Regions from separate parts of the Triticum aestivum genome. Here region 1 is linked to region 2. The links are chromatin contacts, called in public Hi-C maps. All regions are on one chromosome and are shown on one strand. The core of a region is the stretch at or near the end of the contact, and the rest is flanking DNA. Distances in the headings are between cores, read along the strand shown. Region 1 holds the start of LOC123085498 (receptor-like protein kinase HERK 1). Region 2 holds the start of LOC123081846.

The links. Hi-C and Micro-C count contacts between places; a contact is called where the count stands out from the background.
Region 1: a contact with region 2 is called in a Hi-C map of leaf, with 5 times the contacts expected there. The contact joins the promoter of LOC123085498 here to the promoter of LOC123081846 in region 2. A contact is called at or near these places in 3 of 5 Hi-C or Micro-C datasets (all in leaf).

What each region holds. Positions count from the first base shown.
Region 1 is chr4A:115,707,949-115,711,584 of IWGSC CS RefSeq v2.1, reverse strand. It overlaps LOC123085498 (receptor-like protein kinase HERK 1), which reads right to left and starts at 1,526. Exons shown (of 1, transcript XM_044507140.1): 1 at 1-1,526. The coding sequence starts at 1,268.
Region 2 is chr4A:115,496,146-115,499,742 of IWGSC CS RefSeq v2.1, reverse strand. LOC123081846 reads right to left here and starts at 2,084. Exons shown (of 2, transcript XM_044504360.1): 1 at 1,269-2,084; 2 at 262-854. The coding sequence starts at 1,708. The coding sequence ends at 500. LOC123085496 (DNA (cytosine-5)-methyltransferase CMT2) reads right to left here. Exons shown (of 21, transcript XR_006439788.1): 21 at 2,530-3,126.

The sequences.
Region 1 (3,636 bases), core at 277-2,776, 210 kb before region 2:
ACGGCCGAGCCGGCGATGATCCCGATTTTGACCTTTGAACTGCGCGCGGACGCGGCGGGAGCGCCGGCGCCGGCGCTCCCGACTACCCTCATGATCTCGAGGCCGTTGAGGAAGCCGTCGGGCAACGCGTTGTCCTCGGTCGACGACCCGATGCTCACGGTGATGGCGCCCTTGGCGTCCTTGGCGCCCAGGAGGAAGTCCTTGTACACCGGTATGGACAGCCGGTTGAACGTGTCACGCGAAATCTCGTAGTTTTCGAGCACCACCGACCCGCCGACGTAGACGTTGAAGGCCATTCCCATGGCCGCCTTGCTGACGATGTCGCACCAGTGGAACCGGAGCAGGTAATCCGACCCGGCCGGGGCGTCGAACCTCCAGCTGATGTTGAACTGCACGTTGATGGTGCTGGTCTCGCCCGCCGTGCTCAGCCTCGTCGCCGTCGCGTAGACCTCCGCCGGCGCCGTGTACGCGGAGGAGAGCGCCGACTTCTCGTCGTATTTGATCGTCAAGGGCTTGGCGTCTTTATGCTGCGCTAGGTTGGTGTTGAGCTGGAAGCTCTGGTCCGGCAGCCACGTCCTCCCCAGCGTGTCGTTGCCGGGCGTGATCTTGGGGACGCCCATGTTGATCCGGTGGATCGTCTCCAGCGCCTGCGTCGACAGCCCGGTGTACTGGACGGCCCCGCCCACCATCCTGGCCGTGTCGGCGATGAGCTCGTCGGGGACCGACACGACCTCGATGGCGTTCACGAACGCGAGCTTCCCCGTCGGCGCGAAGGCGATCACCAGCGTGGCACCGGTGACGTTCAGCGAGAACTCCCTGAGCTCCGCCGTGCCGTTCTTGGGCGCGTACCCGTTGACGAGCACCGCGCCCTGCACGGACACGTTGAACGCGGCGTCCGCGGCCATGTCGTAGGACCGGTACGGGAAGGGGAAGAAGTGGAGGCGCACGAAGTGCCGGCCGGGCTGCTTGACGGCGAACGTGTAGGAAGCCGGCGCGGTGAAGACGCGCGCGGACCGGTAAAGCTGCGACTCGCCGGACGGGACGACCGCGGTCAGCGACGTGTTGGCCTCGACGCTCTGCGGCGCGGCCAGCGACTTGGCGGGCAGACGGGCGTCCCCGACGAACGTCCGTCCCGCGGCAACGGTGGCGCTCGCCGACGTGCCGCAGAGGACGAGGTAGGTGTCCGCGGGGGTAAACGCGCCACTGGCTGCGCCGAGCAGCACGGACGCGACGAGGAGCCGCACGAGCATGTCAGGAACCGGCGGCATGGTGCAAGAATTCCGGCCAAAGCATCGGCGATCGGCACGGGGCACTAGAAGGAGGCCACGGAGGTCTTCATCGACAGGGATGGCGGCACAAACCAGAGAGCATCACCAGAGTGCACGATTGCTTTTGTAGAGGTGGTGTTGAGAGTTGACACTTGTTGCTTGAAACGAGATGAGCAGAGGGAGTTAGCGACTGCTGCTAATACCCACAGGAAGGACAGTGAATCGATGCTTGGTTTTGACGAGCTCTTGGATGTGGTGGGGGTATTTGATTAGCTGGGGAGCACTGCGTATTGCGGTGTCATTTTCTCAGGATCTCATCTCAGGTGGAGAGATAGGCTTGAATTTCATATATTATCGGGAGCTTTTTCCTTGTTTGCGGGGGAATTCAGGAGCTTTCTAATGCCGTCATTTTCTTGGTTTACAGATTGTCTGGCATATATTCGATTCGGTAAATTTCTCGTGTGATCCTCTCTGAAGAAACGTCAACATGTATATTGTTAAACAAAGACAAGGCGAAAGTTTTTTGCGACGTGTGATGAACGGACCGGGTGCCTCCTAGGCTCTTTTACTGTCAAGTGTCAACAACTGGGTTCTTATTGTCATGTTCCGTGGCACTAGGAATTACTGTACTGTAGTACCAACACTGAGGCCAGAGAAAAGGTTCGACGAGAGCAGCAGGCACCTTTTCTGTTGTGGCCTCCCGGGACATGTCAAATCCCACGGTGACACACTCGCAGATGAAAACGACTGCGAGGAAAATCCACGCATTTTGTCGTGTGAATCGTGTGGCCCTTTGTTTAGGAACGTAAAGGGGAACGATTTGTTCCCTCGACCATTGTGCTGTGGCTCGGCTCGGTGGGAAGGAAAGGGCCGAGGAAGTCTCCAACCACCTCCGTCGACCACCGCACGCGACCGGAGCAGCCGTCGTTTTCGTACCACCGTCGTGCGCGCCACCACGACCGGGCGCAATTCGTACATTCCTTTTCTTTTCCCGGCCGGTGGTGTATGTACGCGTCTCGGGCGCTTACTGGACAGCACTCCTGCTGAGATGGCCAACATTCAGTCTCATCTCTGGACTTTGCAAGGGAAAACGTATACTCCAGCGCAAGTGTGAGACACTAGTACAGTGTGAACAACTTGATCTCGTACGATGGCGGCGTCACTGCGGATTAGAAGATCATCATCAAGGCGATCAAGATGGTATGTTCCTGTACTCCTGTACACGCAGGTGTAGGGACGCTGTCATCGTGTTCGTGTACGTAGGAGACAGAAAGGGGGATGCACGGGGTGGGCATCCATCTACCACACGGCAGGATAATGTTGCAAGTAGAGGCATGATTGGCATCGCCGTCGCCGTCGATACGGTACGCGTCGGCGCGGCGACGGAAGCATGCATCGCATTCGAGGGCCAGCTGTGTGCTACAGCTGCATGCAGCGCCCCCGGGTTGACCCGATCGCTTTGGGGAGGGAAGGAGCGAACCAACGGCTGGAGGTGGAGGTGGGGATGAGCGTGGCGGAGAGGGACGGGTTACGCGGTGCCGGTCCAGCCCGTTTCCCTTGACCCGGTCCCTCCACGGCGTACTTGAATATTAGGTACTGGATCGCGTACGTGCGCGCTCCTGTTTTCTTTGGAGATGTGGTCGCCTAATAATGAGTTCGTGTTCGATTGCTTGCGTTGGTGATCGAGTTGATGAATGTTGGCTTGGTCTTTCCGGAGTGCACGGCTCCACGTTGTGGGACGCCATGTCGCCGTCTCTCTAACAACCAACACAAAACAGAGTTGGTGACCCGCAGAAATGGAAAAAACAAAAAGAGTTGATCAAGTGAGCTGTTACATCGGGGATGCGTGTAGGAACGTGGTTACTAGGAAGGAGTATAATACTCTCAGGTCGGATGACCATGGGACAAGTGGCACATTTTTTTCTTCAAGCTTTTCGAAATTGGAATTCTTGTTTGGGGAGAGCGGCAGCTCCAACGCTCACTTGTAAATTTGCTCTCGTATCCATCTGCGGGCAGGGACCAGTCTACGGACATGAATTCAACATACATTTCAAATTAAGTTTCAACTAAGCAGACAAAATTATACAAACACGGTGGATTTTTATATAAACCTGTCGAAATTCATTATATTTCAAACTTTTTTCATAAAAAAGCAGCCGGACCCTTAACCTATCCTACGGCGGTGCCCTCGTTCACTTTCTTTGTATTCCGCATCGACAACCACGTCCTCCACCTACCATCTACATGAACGGCGGCGGGATTCAAGACCCGTGAAGTGAACATGGGAGACATACCGGCCCACTTGGGACACAATGCCCTGCCGCCTCCCATGTCCTACACATCCTCGGAGGAGTCCGCAACCAGTTCG
Region 2 (3,597 bases), core at 835-3,334:
ACTTTGCAGTACTTACATGTAGAATTATGCTCCCTCAAAAGAAGGTAGAACTATGCAAGAAGACAACTGGTTGGTTCAAATGCATAAAAAGTACAAATTACATAACCAGATGACAAACTACCTCAGAAGATTGCGAATGTATAAAATAATATGGTATTCATGGCTGAAAATAAGACTCGAACTTTATGATACACTTTTTCTTGCACTGTTGAACCATTTGCAGTTCACATATGGTAACCTTTGCGTACATATTATGGAGGAGTCTTTGAAAGCTCCTCAACCATGCATGGAGTGTACATAAATGATTCATATATGCCATTTGAATACGCTGTGCAGTAATCTTTTGGGCGTAGTTTTCCGAGGTATTGGACTTTCGAGCTATTCAAATGATAAGCCACTCCTATAAATGACAACCCTAAGAAAATTACCTCTTTGTACGGGTGAAAACCCAAGAAATAAATGTGACCGTATGGTTCTTCACAACCGCCTTGGTTACTCATTACATTATCTCATCGGAGTTCCATTCAATATCTTCTTTTAGCGGCACCATCTTGTTTTCCACATCATCGTTGTTATTGTCCTCTAAGATCCAAGGTCCATTAATCTCGTGTTGGTAGAAACGCGTTGCGGCCCACAAAGTAGATTCATCAAGCTCGATAGTATGCTTTAGTACCCAATCTATTGGACCGCTTGATTCACTGAGGTTCCAAACACGAAGAAGGTTATTGTACTTGTGAATTGTCACAAAGTACACCCCTTTTTCCGACTTCCCAAGATAAGGACATGCATGTTTGCTTTCCTCAAAATCTATTGGTGTATTAAATACCCGGTATTTACCATCTGATAAAGATATCCTACAAAACACAAGTTTATTCGCTAAAATATGTTAATAGTCTAAAATATTACTCCCTCCATTTCAAAATATAGTGCGCCCGTGCTTCCCGAGGTCGAATTTTGACCATAAATTTAACGAACGAGACCGACTGCGGCGGGAGAAAAAGTTATATAATTAAAAATTTCTTTCGAATACGAATTCACTGATATAACTTTTGCTCCCGCCGCAATCGATCTTGATAGTTAAATTTACGGTCAAAGTTGAAGCACGGGGATAGAGGAAGCACTACATTATGGAATGGATGGAGTATAGATGATATAAAAAAATCCATGAATAGAAAGTAAAAAAGATTATATAAATTAGTAAAAAAAAACATATCAACACTATAATTGAAGGAGTTTTGTAGTTATGCACTTCGATCTAGAATGCATACCTTGCAACAAATGCACCACGGCAATGGACGTAAAGCGCGCCTCGCCAATACACACTGTAGCGCCATCTTGGGCCCCATTCCATGGGTTGTACCGCATCCAGTTGCATACTGGCCATCGTCTTGACAGCCTCTCCTTCCCGGACAAATGACCTCTCCTGCCACTCTCCAGTGGCCGATGAGAACACAGGCAGCGTCCATTGTGACTGTGGCCATTCCGTCAAACGATGCAAGTCATCCATGGAAGGTTCTCCAGCCGGTTCATCTTGGCCCTCATTCTCTACGTCCTCCTCGCCGACCGACATGTCATCCAGCAAAGACAGAAACTCAATGAGGTCGAACTTCTTGGGCTTCTCGGGCTCGCGGCGGAACAGCAACACCTCGTAGCCACGCGATAGGGCGGGGTCGAAGACGAGATACGGGACGTAGTCGTTGGCGTCCATGCGCGGGAGACGCTCCCACCGCCTCGTGGCGGGGTTGGCCACGCAGTACAGCCAGGCGTTGCCGTAGAGCAAGAGCCCGTTGCAGTGGTCCAGGATGGAGTTGTACCCCCGGCTATATAGTCGGGGAGGAAGTCGAGGTCACCGTAGTCGACCGCCGGGCGGCGCGCCGAGGGACGGGCGAAGAACCGTGGCCGCCAGTAACCGATGTAGTTGAGGAAGACGCCGCGCACCGAGTGTGGCAGGGGATGCGCGGGGACGCCGGCCGGCGCGTCTTCCGGCGGAGCCATTTCTGCTTGCTGCGGATCATCCATGGCTTCCGCAGTGGCCTAGCTTGGATCTTGGGTTCTTGATGCGGAGCGGATCAGCGGAGGCGCGAGTCAACTGCACGCGGCGTGCTTGGGCGGGATATCAACTCAGGTTATAACGAAACTAGAATCCTTATAGCCCGGCTGCTGTGCTGACGATGCCCAAAGACCCAATGCACGGGATCGGATCGTATCATCCGGCCATCCGGGTAACATGATAATTATTGGAGGCTGATTAGTTGGCATACCGATCGGTTCTCGTTCCTGGAGTATTTCCATTGGCTTGATCAGATCGCACCCAAAAAGGAAGAAAGAACAAAAGATCTCGATTCTTGACATGAGTTTTAATTATCGTATCAAGTTCTGTTTTAATGCGTATGCAATTGAGACGTAAAAGAGAAAGGCAAAAAATCCAGGAAACCAGTTTTACATCACTTGTTGAAGATGCTCTTAGGCGTTTCTTACATTCACTCACAGGAAAATACATACAAGTATATATAGAACACCACCAACACGTCAGAAGGTGTACATTTTATTCCCCTGACCACTCAGCTTGTCTATACATACATACATACATACATAGTCTTTATAGTACAACAAAGGCAGAGGAGATCCACTGCAGCCACCTACACCTGCCCATGTGAGCTTCTAACAAATGTATGTGACAAAGTTATGATACCTACATTCTTTTACAGTACAACACAAGGTTCTCTCAGGACAAACCATACTGAGCAACTTACACCTGCCTACAGGAACTTCTAAGAAACTAAGATGTTACAAGGTACAACATGGCAATAAAATGAATCAAGACTTATGTTAAAATGCGCATGCCCTAACGATATTCACGAGTCCTAATGATATTCACGACCATGAGGTACCCAGCTTTTCTAGCGGAGAATGAACGGAGATGACGAGACTTAAACCCAGGTGGAAAAGTCAACCGTTAGGTTTTGCCAGTCTGACTAAGGAGTGCCTTCTATATGAGAGAATGCAAACTTGGGTGGTAGCTCCATGAGGGGATCATTTCCAGTCTTGTTCAGGTTGGCCATGGCCAAGGCATACCCAAGTGCACGGCCAACGGGTACGGCCACAGCATTTCCAATCTGGCGATACCTGCAGCCAGGCTCATCACATGTTAACATTATGCTACAGGCCACTATCTAAATATCATATAATCTTATGTACACTAAAAGATACCCCACACGTTGCTGCAGGAAATCATTAGAAACAGTTAGAATTCATATTGAGTATGGCGTATGGACTATGCTGAGAATTCTATATGACGACCTCAACAAATGACCTATATGAAAAGAGTGGTGGCGGTGTCGTTGCGCAGAGGCAAGGAGATTATGGGCAGCGAGGCCGAGGATGAGGGCGGTATATGTGCAACCAATGGGGAGGGAGAAGATAAGGCATGCAGCAAAGGGAAGGGGAAAAGACCCTGCATTAAGCATATGAGTCAAATTTTGTCATACATTTGGCAATTTCAAATCTTGCCAATTTTTGGTAAGTTTGGTTGGCTAAGTACGTTGGTGACCAACCAATTGGTAGCCAATTTTTTGGCTTGCCTAAAGATTGGCAAGC